5 separate regions of the Sus scrofa genome follow, and all the other regions are linked to region 1. A link is a contact called in public Hi-C and HiChIP or PLAC-seq data. All regions are on one chromosome and are shown on one strand. The core of a region is the stretch at or near the end of the contact, and the rest is flanking DNA. Distances in the headings are between cores, read along the strand shown.

Evidence for each region. A called contact is a pair of places that touch in the nucleus more often than the background predicts. HiChIP or PLAC-seq counts read pairs in DNA pulled down with a chosen protein or histone mark.
Region 2: a Hi-C map of fetal skeletal muscle shows a contact between it and region 1, with 2.5 times the contacts expected there. The contact joins the promoter of RWDD1 here to the promoter of TSPYL1 in region 1. A contact is called at or near these places in 2 of 5 promoter capture datasets (fetal liver and liver), 9 of 47 Hi-C or Micro-C datasets (brain, embryonic fibroblasts, fetal skeletal muscle and 5 more) and 2 of 2 datasets of contacts at active chromatin or transcription factors (alveolar macrophages and skeletal muscle).
Region 3: an H3K27ac HiChIP or PLAC-seq map of alveolar macrophages shows a contact between it and region 1. The contact joins the promoter of FAM26E here to the promoter of TSPYL1 in region 1. A contact is called at or near these places in 2 of 5 promoter capture datasets (fetal skeletal muscle and skeletal muscle) and 2 of 2 datasets of contacts at active chromatin or transcription factors (alveolar macrophages and skeletal muscle).
Region 4: a contact with region 1 is called in a Hi-C map of embryonic fibroblasts, with 2.8 times the contacts expected there. The contact joins the promoter of FAM26F here to the promoter of TSPYL1 in region 1. A contact is called at or near these places in 2 of 5 promoter capture datasets (fetal skeletal muscle and skeletal muscle), 16 of 47 Hi-C or Micro-C datasets (adipose tissue, alveolar macrophages, embryonic fibroblasts and 11 more) and 2 of 2 datasets of contacts at active chromatin or transcription factors (alveolar macrophages and skeletal muscle).
Region 5: a Hi-C map of liver shows a contact between it and region 1, with 5 times the contacts expected there. The contact joins the promoter of NT5DC1 here to the promoter of TSPYL1 in region 1. A contact is called at or near these places in 3 of 47 Hi-C or Micro-C datasets (heart right ventricle, liver and skeletal muscle).

Annotation. Positions count from the first base shown.
Region 1 is chr1:81,908,084-81,910,763 of Sscrofa11.1, forward strand. It overlaps TSPYL1 (testis-specific Y-encoded-like protein 1), which reads right to left and starts at 1,378. Exons shown (of 2, transcript XM_003121374.4): 1 at 995-1,378; 2 at 1-992. The coding sequence starts at 1,166.
Region 2 is chr1:82,160,053-82,162,732 of Sscrofa11.1, forward strand. It overlaps RWDD1 (RWD domain-containing protein 1), which reads left to right and starts at 1,319. Exons shown (of 7, transcript XM_001928520.6): 1 at 1,319-1,929. The coding sequence starts at 1,857.
Region 3 is chr1:82,107,704-82,110,383 of Sscrofa11.1, forward strand. It overlaps FAM26E (protein FAM26E), which reads left to right and starts at 1,339. Exons shown (of 2, transcript XM_021091584.1): 1 at 1,339-1,915. The coding sequence starts at 1,367. All of the region lies in intron 3 of TRAPPC3L (trafficking protein particle complex subunit 3-like protein), which reads right to left. FAM26D (protein FAM26D) reads left to right here and starts at 1,832. Exons shown (of 4, transcript XM_021091581.1): 1 at 1,832-1,915.
Region 4 is chr1:82,084,429-82,087,108 of Sscrofa11.1, forward strand. FAM26F (family with sequence similarity 26 member F) reads left to right here and starts at 1,353. Exons shown (of 3, transcript NM_001258434.1): 1 at 1,353-1,420; 2 at 1,713-2,295. The coding sequence starts at 1,777.
Region 5 is chr1:81,744,560-81,747,239 of Sscrofa11.1, forward strand. It overlaps NT5DC1 (5'-nucleotidase domain-containing protein 1), which reads left to right and starts at 1,359. Exons shown (of 12, transcript XM_001928200.4): 1 at 1,359-1,635. The coding sequence starts at 1,543.

The sequences.
Region 1 (2,680 bases), core at 128-2,627:
CTGGAATCCAAAAGGCCTAGGGATCTCCACTGGTTCCCTTATTGGGCGACGTCTGACTCTGCGGACTCCTTCACGCAGCAGGTAGTACTGCAGTGGATTTGGCCACAGGTCCTCTTTAATGATCTCAGCAATTCTGTCAGACTCTGGAAGGCTGTGGTCTGAAAACCAGGTGAAGAAATTGCAGACCACCTCTTGGTTCCTGCGAATGAAGGACTGAGGTTCATGACCCCGGCGCCATATGATTGGAGTGGAGAGAGACACCACTCGGCCAGAGGCTCTGACCTCATATTCCTTGACGATCAGCTTGTTTCTAAAGTAGGGGTTTCTTCGAAAGAAGAACTTGAACTTGCAGCCTGTTCGAGGGTGTCTGAGCTCCTTCACCTCCAAGTTGGTTATGTATCGTAACATCTCTGCATCCTGGCCCCTAATCATGGGGGCCAGCTGGGGGTGGTTCCGAAAGGCAGTGACCCAGAAGCCCGGGATGTTCTGAATGATGTAGTTTCTCCGCTCCAGGTAGTGTCGACGCATCCGCCCGAACTTATGCTCTAGTTGCTGAAAAGCCCGGTCAGCCTGAGCGTTCACAGTGTCCAGTTCCAGCTGGATGGCCTCCAGCGGGTTCATGCGGAGATCCAGACGAAGGGGCCGGTAACCGGCTCGCGCCCTCTCCTCCTCTACCACCACCCTATTCTCCACCATTTCTATTTCTTCACCCACTGGCTGTTCCTCCACCTCCATCTGCTGGTCCACTGCCTCCACCGCCTGGGCTCCTTCCTTCCCCGCCACCTCCTCCAGCACTGGGACTGAGGAGGCGGGGCCCTCTTCGGTCTTCACGTCCTCAGCCTTCGCCTCTGCCATCGCCTCGGACCCCAACTTCTCCGCGCCTCCTGCTTCCATGGCTTTCTTCCCCTCAGGACCGTGCAGCTCTCCCCGGCGACCGCCATTTCCCAGGCTGCCGCCCGTTGCCAGAGCCTTGGACGCGGTTTCCAAGCCTCCGCGGGGGGCGGAGCTTGCTCCTGCCCGGCTCCGCAGTCCCCACCGCCTCGGGGCTGGGTAGCACGGGCACAGCTCGGATCTGGGGGAGCAGCCTGGGGTGCGCCCCGCTCCTCTGGAAGCTGGAGCTGTGGCTGCGTGACGGGCGCCAAGCTCTCCTCGCCCGTCTCCGCCATCACCTGTGACGCCTCGGTTTCCTCACGGAGCTTCGGGCACTGGGAAGGGTCCGGGTCTCCGGGGGCACTGGCAGGGGTAGTAAGTCTGTGGGTTGGGGAGCGAGGAGTCTCCTCGACTCCCTCCGGGCCGCTCGTCCCCAGCAACCAGACCAACGGTAGCTAGTCTGTTTTCCTCACAGAAGCTGCATTCGGCGACAACCAGCCGTTGGTGCCGCCCACTCTCTAGTCTCGCGAGCGTCTCTGTGAGGATGACGTCAGGGCTGTGGATCTCACCGTGACGTGAGAATTCGTTCCTGCTGTAGCTTGTTTGGTATCCTGCTCTGCAGGTGTGTTTGCTTAGTTTTAGTCCCATGTTTTTAAATCAGGTGAACTGGTAATTTGACCTGGGTAAATAAATGCAGCTTGGACTCAGAGAAGCAATGAGAACCTTCCCTGCGATGCATCTGTAAACTACCTCTAGCTTGTATTCTAGGGTAATGAATGGTAGGGGTCCCCAGGGCTACATTGCCTGCTGTCGTCTGAAAACATGTTTTTCTGGTTTTCAGTATTTTCTAGGCAAGAAGGTAAATCTATCCCCTGTTACTCCATTATGGCCGGTAGCAAAATCTTCTCATTATTTTTTAACTAAGATGAATAGTTAATTGTTTCCCTTTTCTCAGGTAGAAGTGACATGAAAACATTAATTCTGGCCTCTAATATCACTGGGAGAAAAAGCTCCTGAGCGACTTTTTTACCACGAAAGTGATGCAGATTATTCCTTGCTAGTCCTAACTTTATAATCTGCATCAAAGAAGGGTTTGTCCTACATAATTTCTGCAAGAATTAAGTCAGGATCGTTTTGCTAAATCTTGCTCCATGGCTCCTCACTGGAATAAATAGAAAAGCAATTTCCAGACCCCTAAACTATTAACCACTTAACGAATTTAGTTCTGCAAAGAGATAGGAAAGGTTGGCTCTGATAAAGTATATATTCATGCAATTAGTTTATAGAGTTTCTTTAAGAGGGATATCAGTGCCTTTGGTTGCTTTAGTTTGTTACTTGTGAGGAAAATGGGTGTTAGAGGATTCCAAGGCCTCAAAGAAATGCCCATAGAGTGTCCAACCTCCATCATTTTTTATGACTAAAGGCCAATTAAAATCGGTAAACAGAAAGGTCATAAGTATAAAATAAACTGCAGAATAACAAGTTTCAGTAAGTTGATTCAAGGTGCAACCAAGTCAAATGTTTTTTGTTCTATTTGCTTTGCCCTGTATAGTAGGCTGCCCAAGATGTCCATGTCTAAACCTTCAGAATCTATGAATGTATTATCTTACCTGGCAAAAGGGACTTTATGGGAATTCCTGGGTGGTCTAGTGGTTAGGATTTGGCACTTTGGCTTGAGTTCAGTCCCTTTTCTGGGAACTGAGATCCCACATCAAGCTGCTGCACACTGCAGCTAAAAAAGGGGGTGTAGACTTTGCAGATATGACTAGGTTAAGGAACAGGAGATTGGAAGATTATCTTGGATTTTTCA
Region 2 (2,680 bases), core at 69-2,568, 250 kb after region 1:
TTCAAAATATATCCAGAATTTGTTCTGTCCTATAGCTCACGTTATTGTCTTTTGCTCAGATTATTACCATAGCCTCCTAAAAGGTCTCCATACTTTTAGGCTTGTTGCTCTTAAATATATTTATACTCAGTAGCCACTGGGGTCTTTCTAAAGTAACAGAGTCAGACTGTTACTCTTTAAACTAAACTCCCTGATGACCCTACATGATGTTCATCTGCCACACCAGCTTCCAAAACACCAAGTGGGCTCCCACCTTATGACCTTAGCATTGGCTGTGCCCTCTGCACAGAAGCTCCTTCCCCAATAACTCAATGATTTTTCTGAACTAAGAATATTCAGAACAAGAAGCAACTTGTATAATTCATTTTCATCAGGAGAGTTCCCACTTTTTCCCTAAAAGTTTAAAAGAATGCCTTAAATAGGGAGTTCCCATAGTGGGTCAGGAGAAACAAATCTGATTAGTATCCATGAGGATGCAGGTTTGATCCCTGGCCTTGCTCAGTGGGTTAAGGATCTGGCATTGCCTTGAGTTGTGGTTCAGGCTGGCAGCTACAGCTCTGATTCAACCCCTAGCCTGGGAACCTCCATATGTCGCCAGTGCGGCCCTAAAAAACAGACAAACAAAAAAACCCCACAAAACTGGTTCCCCCTACTATACAAGTAAAACCAGCTTTAATATAGAAAACAAAACAAAGGAAAATACAAACGAGTGTGAAAAACCTTTTATTATGTCTGAAAACTGTTTGGAACTTTAAATCTTTTAATATGTCCTTTCATTTTTTTTGCATTAAAAAAAACTTAATACAACCACGTTTCTTATAAACACAAATAGCTAATTAGCAGTCTTTCCTCAAAAGCATTCTGTTAAGCCATTTCCTTAGCTTGTGTCATAACAGTTCTTTGATAATCCTCCGTAACTGCTGCGATGAACTGGAAGAGAACATTATTACAATGTCATTATTTCTTTAGTTTCATTCTCCCAAATAAAAGGTTCTGACTCTTTTTCGGAATAATGATAATTACTTTTACATTGCTTACCAAAACTGTTAAAGAAACTTAAACACCCATTTCTTCAATTCACAGAAATATGCTATCAGACATATTTGGATCTATATTAAGCCGAGTTCATTTTACAAATTCAAAAGCGAAGCCTAGAGATCTGAATCTAGAACTAAGGTCTACGGACTTTGAGTTGATTTCTCCCCAGATTCTCTGAGGCTATTCAGCCCGATCCAGTACTAGAACTTCTGCTCTTCTGCCCACACTCCCATGGGACGTCAAGAACTTGAAGGTTCGAGAACCGTACAAATCACCTAGGACCCGTCACTAGCCAGCACTAAGACGCGAATCTGTCCCGTCGGTCTCCGCTACCAGGTCACAACCCGGAAACCGGAAACAAATTTGGCGGGGGGCCCAAACGTGCCGACCCTGGCTACCCAATGCGCCCCCGGCACGCCGGGCCGGCCTCAAGCCCAGATACATCGAGCGAAGTGCTATGTTTGTTGAGGGGCTTCTCAGGCTCAGGCCCTGCAAAGCCCAGGAACCAATTCTTAGGTGTCCGTGGCAAATGCCAGACCAGACGCCAATCCTATCCCAGCAAATCCCGACCGGGCGTGGGTCAGGCAGCCCAGCAGCCAGGCCTAACGAGTCGAACGCGGAACTAGGGAGCAGCCGGAGGCCCCTTCGGGGAGGTTGCTCAGCAGGCCTAGCCTGGCTTTGGACCCCAGGCCTTCCAGACGGGGACTCTGCGCCTGCGCCCGCCGGGGCGCTGCCTGCTCTCCCGGCGCGGCCGCGGTACCGGCTGCAGCGCGCCGCCTGGGTGTCTGGGTGATCCATGGGCTGCAGCGAGGGCCGCGATGACAGATTACGGCGAGGAGCAGCGCAACGAGCTGGAGGCTCTGGAGTCCATCTATCCTGACTCCTTCACAGGTGACTTCCGCGGCCGCGGGCCTGCAACTACCTGGCTGTGGAGTGGGACGGGCCGCAGCCTCCACGGCCTTCGGCATCCCGGGCCAGGATGGAGAAGGGAACAGCGAGGCCGCGTGGCCTCCTCGCCCACCACTTTCCTCTAGTTCTCGCGAAGTGTGTACAAGCATTTACTAGCGACTCTATGGCTGTTTCCCCCTCTCCGCTAGTTCCCTGAAATCTCAAAGTCCGGGCGAGGCTGGCGAGGTACCTGGAGTTTCAGGCAGGCCTGGGATTCAGTCGGGGGCGCTTTGGTTTTTGTGTCACTTAGCAGCCAGGGATTTAGTAAAACGAACGTGGATATTTCAAGTGGGAGGAATCTTTCCAGAGCCGCAGAAGTGTCAGCTTTCACATTTTCTCCTTTATTCAGGTAGAAGCTGTTTTTCCTAAGATGGTGTTTTAAAGTTTGTGAGTTCTCAAAGTTACCCAGAATCAGTTTTGAGAGTAGCGCGGTCCCTGAAGTTCGTTGTTTTTCTTTTCTTTCTTTAAAAAAAAATTTTTTTTCTTATTAACATTCTGACATTTTGCCCAATGCCCAAATGAATGAGGGGGCCCAAATTTCAGTTCCGTGAGATCACAGGTAACTGAACTAATAGTAGGGTACCAAACATCATCTAGCCTGGCTTCCTCTTGCTAGAAGCAAAGTAATGGAAGCTCAGGAAAGGTTAAATGCCTTGCTCTGGGTTGGCTAGCAAGTTAGTGTCAGGACTGGTAG
Region 3 (2,680 bases), core at 89-2,588, 200 kb after region 1:
CACCATTCATTCGTTCATGGGCACTCATTGAGCACTGGCTGTCTAGCACAGTGCCTGGCATACAGCGGAGCTCAGTAACTCTTTGGAAAACAAATTATTGAGTAAGTATCCATTCTGCATTTGACATTCTGTTTCGGCCCAGAATACAAAATTTAATATGATGTAGTTCCTATTTAATAAGGGCTCATAGTCAAAAAGGAGCTATAGGTATTAAACAAATCATGGCAACATTATGATCAGTTCTGAAAGTACAATGTTATACATTAGGAAGCCTTTGAAATATTCACAGAGTTTTATTTTTTTATTTTATTTTATTTTATTTTTTATTTTCCCACTGTACAGCAAGGGGGTCAGGTTATCCTTACATGCATACATTGCAATTACAGTTTTTCCCCCACCCTTTCTTCTAGAAATATTCACAGAGGAAGAAGCTCCAACGCTATTCATGAATGTTGAGTGAGCATTTGCCAGGTGGACAAGACCAGGTGTGTGGGAAACTGAGGGGGGAGAGAAGGAACATGTTGAGGGCTTGAAATACCCTGATGGGGTCCACGGGAAGCTGGTAACTATCAACTTGTGGGCAGCAGGGTGCCCCAAAGGTGTGAGTAGACTAGGGGACAACTGGATTTCTGTTTTAGAAGGATCTCCTTGGTGTCAGCATGGAGGATGGATTTAGGGTTGAGAGTGGGGGTGGGCATGAGGTCAAAGGCAGAGATACCAGTCAAGAGGTGACTATGACAGCCTAGGAAAGAAATGATGAGGCCCCTTCTCATTTTGCATTTCATTTAAACTCCAACTCTCCTTGAACTTTTCCATATAAATCTCAAATAGCCGACATCCTAAAATTTGGTTCAAGTCACTAGTCAGAGAGGATGTGAAATGATTCTTCCAGATCTTAAGTCAAAGTTGCCAAATTCCTAGGTAAAAGGAGAAAAATACCATCATGAAACCCTAGGCTTGGAGAATCGAGTTGGCTCCCAATTGGTGGTAGCCCAATTTCTGCTAATGTTGATTGGTCTGGTTGGAAAATTTCTAGACTGTTATTACCTGTAAATGTCGGAATTTCTTTCTGATGCTCAATCCAAGCCACATGAAAGTAACATAAAAACCGAGGCTGTTCACTTTGAATTTACTCTGATAATCTGTGTTCTGGCTCTAGTTTCACGGCCCAATATCCACCAGTAGGAGGCGTTATGGGAACACTGTTAGGAAATATTCATTCCTAAGGAATGACATTGTTTCCTTATCTGGCTGAATTCAGTCTGAGAAGGAGGACTGTTGTTTCTAATGAAGAAAGAGCTCCACCCTCGGCCACTGCCACAGCCGCTCAGCCAATAAATAAGAGCAAAGCATTTTCCCTTTGTGTATGTCCAACATGGATGCTTTTCAGGGGATTTTAAAATTCGTCCTCAACCAGAAAACTGTTATTGGCTACAGCTTCATGGCTCTGCTGACCGTGGGAGGTGAGCGTCTCTTTTCACTCGTGGCTTTTAAGTGTCCCTGCAGCACAGAGAATGTGGTCTACGGCTTGGTTTTCCTTTTTGCTCCTGCCTGGGTGTTACTGATCCTGGGGTTCTTTCTGAACAACAGGTCCTGGAGACTTTTCACAGGCTGCTGTGTGAATCCCAGGAAAATCTTCCCCAGAGGCCACAGCTGCCGCTTCTTCTATGTCCTCGGTCAGATCACGCTGAGTTCCTTGGTGGCTCCGACCATGTGGCTTTCGGTGGCTTTGCTCAACGGGACTTTTTATGAATGTGCCATGAGCGGGACCAGAAGTCCAAAACTCCTGAGGTTGATCTGCAAGGACAAGCCCAAAGAGTGCTGGAACGAGCTTCACAAAGTATCTTGTGGGAAAACCAGCATGACCTCCACGGACAGCGAAGAATTGAAACTGTCCCTGCAAGCCCAGTCCCAGGTAAGAAGGACAGATGTGACTTTTTTTTCCCCAGCCTGAGAGGCTGAAGTGTTCTCTCTGACCTCCGTTCAGCCAGGGCTGAGTCTGAATCCTGCTAGAACATTTTGAAACTCAATGGAAATTAGAACACGGTGCAGCCATTAGACAGTTCTCAGGAAAAGCTTTGTAGAAGTTGGCTGGCTAATAAAATTGTTGCTTGGATTGTCTTTTCCGTTTCCGAAAAGAAAAATAGCCTCTGAGTTATACAGATGGAAATGCTTAAGAACTTGAAAATAATGCCTGGGTTGCATTGTAAACAATGCACGATACTAACACATAATAGGGTGTTAATGGCAGAACTGTAATTAGAAATTATTGCCTCTATCAATTACTTATTTTTAAACTGGTTTTTCAGAAAAAAAAAAAAAAACCAACACATAGACATTCACCTATTAAAGTCCAGCTGAACCAAATGAGCTAAGACCTTTTAAAGTTGCACATGATATAATTAGTAGAGAGATTCCCTTGACTGATTACTGGTGACTTCTATCTCTCTGGATAAACACTGTCAAGGGGGAGAATTTCCTGTATTAAGTGGGTGTTGGCAGCCTTTAAATAGCCTTCAGTGAAACAGGACCATATTCTCCAGGGAGGCTCTGTCCTAAGTTCTTGGTGCTCTAAGCTAAAAAAGTTCTTACATTACTTTAGAAGATCGAGATTTGGGGCATTGTTTTATTTAAGAGAAGGAAATCATAGCTTTACCTAAATGATGCAAAGAAGTGGCTT
Region 4 (2,680 bases), core at 103-2,602, 180 kb after region 1:
AGAGAATGGGAAGGTACATTTTAGTTAAGTGACAATTAAGGGAGATTTGGATAAAGCCATCCGTCCAAACTTTGTGGACATGGTGGGATTTGTTCACGATGGTGTGTGGAAAGGGTCAAAGGGGAGGCAACAGCTGAGGAGTAAAGTGGCAGTAAAGAAGAGGGCAGCAGTAAGAAGAGAGTCACCCAAGTGAAAAAGGAAGGAAGATTTTTTGCAGATGTGCGACTACAGAGATGATCGTCCTAGCAGAAGTGATTTGCCTCAAACACGTAACTTTGATGCAAAATTAGAGGAAGCTGGCAGTACCTGGTATAATCTCAGAGCAATGGGCCCCTACTGTCCTGCATGACAAAAGGACCCTGATCTGGGGATCTTTGTAAACACTCACACAGATAGAATAGCTATTCACTACAAGAGATGGAATGGTGGTTTTGTGCCAGCACTGGTGGTCGGAGTTGCAACCTAAGAAGGCAAGTTGGATTAAAGAAAGAAATGATATGTTTCTCCCCCTTTCTCTAACAATTCACTGGATTTGGTAGGCTACTTACTCTTCCCAAATAAATAAGGCAAATCGAGTGGATGGGCTAGAGCAGTGACCAGTTCACTGGCACACCCTTGTGTATAAAGGTGCTTTGTAGAGGCTACTCAAGTTACTTGTCTCAGTCTGGGAAAGTGAGCACTATAATTCTGCTTTTACAAATGAGCACGCTGAATGATAAAGGAGCTAACTTATTACACACACATACACACACAAAATGCCCCTAACTTCAGAGCCTATGTTCTTTCAAGTACACTCTAGAACCACAGATTAAGGCTCAGTTTCACGGAAGTGGTTACAGCTTGTGTCAGAAGAACGCTACTTGGAGAAAATTGAAAACGGAGGAAACAGCATGTTAGATGCAGCTGTGATGCTGTAGCTTGAAATTTTTTGGGTTCAGTTAGTGTTTCTTGAACAACCACGTATCCCCCTCCCCTGCCGATCAACTTGGGGGTCACTGAGTAAGAATTTGACACTCTTCCATGCACTGCTGGTGTTAGGACATACCTTCAGGGGGCGGGGGGCGGGGGCAGAAGTCAATACAATACATTCAGGCTAATATCCTTTGAGAGATCAGGCAGAGGAGAGAACAGGGGTAGTTCTGTCCAGAAGGGGGACAGGAAGGACATAGACAAACTAGAATTTGGGCTGGGCTTTGTGGTTAGTTTATAAAAGAGAAACTGGAAATTTGTTCTTGAATAATGCTTCCTGTAAATGATAGGGGTTTGCGGCAGCGGGGGGCGGGGGGCGGCGACTCTTTGGTCTGACTGGGAGTTGGTTTAGAATCCAGGGTGGCTGCAGTGATAAAAATCCAGTATTTTTCCCAGTTTGCCCAAATGCAAAGTATTCTATCCATTGGATGACTGCGTAGGGTCATGAAAGGTAAGGAAAGTCCCCTGGTTGCTTATCAGTTGGAAGTAAACAAAGGTTTCAACGGAACAGGGCCTATCTTCAGGCAGTCCCTGGGGAAGGGTCACCAGTACGTCCTCTTCTGGGGGCGGGGGTTGGGCACCAGAGAAGTCAATGGTGCCTGTGATTGGGTCTGCCACAGCTAGTTTGGCTGAAATAAGAAAGCGAAAGCTCAGTCCAGAGAAGCCCTATTCCTTTTTTCGGAAAAAGCTGATTAGCAAAGCACAGGAAACCCCAGACCCCAAGACTCCCCAAATCATTCCAGGAGCTGGGCCGCGAAGAGGCAGAAGCCTCTGGACCTGTCTCTGGAGCCCTGAGATAGGAGCGCCATGGAGAAGTTTCGGACGGTGCTGGACCTGCACCTCAAGCATCACAGCGCGCTGGGCTACGGCCTGGTGAGCCTGCTGACCGCTGGCGGGGAGCGCATCTTCTCCACCGCGGTGTTCCAGTGCCCGTGCAACGCCGCCTGGAACCTGCCCTACGGTCTGGTCTTCCTGCTGGTGCCGGCGCTGGCGCTCTTCCTGCTGGGCTACGTGCTGAACGCGCGCACCTGGCGCCTGCTGACCGGCTGCTGCGCCCGGCCGGGCTGCGGCGGGGGGCTGCGGACCTTTGTGGTGTGCGCGCAGCTCAGCGCGGCCGCCGCGGTTGCACCGCTCACTTGGGTGGCGGTGGCGCTGCTGGGGGGCACCTTCTACGAGTGCGCGGCTAGCGGGAGCGCGTTCCAGGCGCGGCGCCTGTGTCCCGGCCGCGACTCCCGCTGCGAGGTCCAGATGCCGCTGGTGCCCTGCGGGCAAGCCCAGGTGCCCGAGGTGCAGGAGTTGCACAAGGAGCTCAAAGCCCAGTCGCAGGTCAGGCTCCCGCGCTGGACGAGGACTGGAGAGGGGCAGGCTCCTGGGGGGAGGGAGAGGTAAAATCCGTGCCCTTTCTCAGACCATCCACACCTGGAGACAAAGGAAGAGGACTATTGGCGTCTGAAGAGCCTGATAGGCGAATACTGAAATAAAAGTAAGGAAAAGGAGGAAGGCACTCGGATAGTGTCAGGCACCCAGTCACTCTGTGCCAGACGCCGCGCTGGGCCCTTTACTTCCCTTATTATTCTCTAGTGTCTTTATAGGAAATGCACTGAGTCTGGGTCAACTTGTTTGTCCAGCCAGAATTGTTACAATAAAATGGGTCTGCTTGGCTCTAAAGCCTTCACCCCATACTGCTTCTGGGCTGGTAAAAAGGCTCTTC
Region 5 (2,680 bases), core at 109-2,608, 160 kb before region 1:
ACACCTGTGGCGTATGGAAGTTCCCAGGCTAGAGGTTGAATCTGAGCTGCAGCTGCAGGAGTACACCATAGCCACAGCAACACCAGATTTGAGGTGCATCTGTGACCTATGCAGCAGCTTGAGGCAACTCCAGATCCTTAACCCACTGAGCAAGGCCAGGGATGGAACTCACACCCTTGGGGACATGATGTCTGCCTGCTGAGCCAGGAGACTCTCTTAAATGATTTTAAAGATCTCAAAGTCTTAGTCCTTCATATCCAGGGATTCTCAGAAATAAATGCTCTGAGCATCCATTGTATGTAATGAATTAACTTTTCTCCTATACATCCAAAACGATACTGGCTATATACAGTCCTTGAGAGAATTGAGAACATTGTCACTCAAATCACTGTGTTCTATAAATTTTAAAACCTCTGTTTGCATAAAATTCTCTCTTTTATGGTATGTTCTATGAAGTTTCCAACGTCCTTTCATAGAAACATTCATTACAATTAAAAAAAATAGGATAATCAAATAACAACCAATATTGGTTTCCTTAATCATTGTCATTTTGCAAAATGGTCCTTCACGATTTCTAATAACTTTATTTTCTAACGTCTCCAGGGGATGAAATGTTGAAAGCCCTCCCACTATTTACTATGGAATATAAGATTTTTATTTATTTATTTATTTGTCTTTTTTCCATTTCTAGGGCCACTCCTTTGGCATATGGAGGTTCCCAGGCTAGGGGTCGAATCGGAGCTGTAGCCACCGGCCTACGCCAGAGCCACAGCAACACGGGATCCGAGCCACATGTGCGGCTTACACTACAGCTCATGGCAACGCCAGATCCTTAACCCACTGAGCAAGGCCATGGAACGAACCAGCAACCTCATTGTTCCTAGTCGGATTCGTAAACCACTGTGCCACGATGGGAACTCCTGGAATATAAGACTTTTAAAAATTTAATCCATAGTTAGAGATCTCGTGGGGAAAAAAATCTTCCAAATTATAGGCTAATTGGGTCAGAGGGATATTAGTGGATAAAATTTTCTCCATAATCTTACATTATTTCGCATATAAGAATAAAAGGGTCAGGTGTAACTTGATAGTCCCTTGGTTTCCCAGGCGCCTGGAAAACGAAGGGAAGCCCGGGTTAATTTTGTGGCTAAGGCTACCTTCCAACAGGGTCTTAGTTGCGCCCCAAATCCTGCAGTAGTGGCACGGCTCCAGGTCACATCCTGCGTTCGGCCTTCACGGAGGGAGTGACGGTGGTAACGGTGCGGCAGGAGCCTGCATGTGGGTGCCAGCAGATCTCCCAGCTGCGAAGCTGCGGGCGGAGAGCCAGGCAGGCCGGCCGCGAGGGGCGGGCATAAGCGTGGCCGGGGGCGGGGCTGGCGGGCGCGGGAAGAGCTAGAGGCCTCCGCGCCGCGTCCACGGGGCGGCCGCAGCCCCGCCCCGTCCCGCCCCGCCGCGTCGTGCCGGGCCGTCCCGCAGCGTCCTCTCTGCGCACTCCTCGCCGGGTACCCGCGTGTAGGCGCTTGCCGGTGCACCCCGCGCACTATGGCTCAGCACTTCTCCCTGGCCGCCTGCGACGTGGTCGGCTTCGACCTGGACCACACTCTGTGTCGCTACAACCTGCCCGAGAGCGCTCGGGTGAGTGGCGCGGGCTGCCGGGGCGCACGGCGTGCAGCCTCCATGGCGGCTGGGGCTCGAGTTTCCTCCCGGCTTCCGCGGCGGCGACGGCGGCGAGCGTCGCCGGGGCCCTGCAGCCGCCGCGCCTTTGCGCAGGAGTCGGCCTCCCACCGCGAGGCGGGGAGGAAATGTGCATCCCCTCTGTCCCTGCCGATCCTGGGGGCGCCCGCTTATTTAGCTCAGCCCATAGCCAAGTTTGAGAGATGAGTAGGGAAGAAAAGGGGCGAAGGAGAGGGTTAAATCGTGCAAGATCGGGCTGGGGAAGCGGTTCCTGGGGCAGAGGAAGGGCGGGATTAGGGGACCTGGGGGTGTCCTTTGCAGATCCCTGGCCTTGGAATTTCTCTGCTAATCATTCTGACCACCCGCAGAGCATCGATACAGCCACCTGGTTAGCGACATATATTTTCCTTGGCTGTATTTTTTTCTTTTGCACATCCATGCGACCACCTGTCAGTTTTTAAACCCTGCAGTCTGGGAAGGATTGTGTGGTATATAGGAAGAAAGACTAACCGACAAGTTCTTAAGATCTTAGCTCTGATTTCGCCTTTTACCAGGAGAAGGAAATAAATATTGCTCACCTACTGCGTGCTCCATGTACCTTGAGTGAGTTCTGTCCCTGACAACAGCCTGGGTCCTCAGTGCACTTTAGGAGGAAGGGAGAAGTGGAGGATGTATGATTCTACACTTATGACCTTAAATGAATTGTTCTCCTTCTCCCATTCCTTTGGTTTCGCAAGGAAACTTACTGTGAAAAAATAACAGAAAAAAATATTTTAAGTCAAAGGTCTAAGTATCCAAGTCAGAAAAGCTGGTTATGGTAGTCAAAGGGAGGACTCTGCGGTCAAAGTGCCTTTCAGGCAAAGGCCTTCTGTTACTACTCCGTGACCTTGGGCTAGTTACTTAACTTGTGCCTGTTAGTTTCCCCATCTGTAAAGTGGGGCTGATAGTTGGATTTACCCAGAAAGGTTGTTGCAAGGATTAAAAGGGAAAAGGGTAGAGTCCCCAC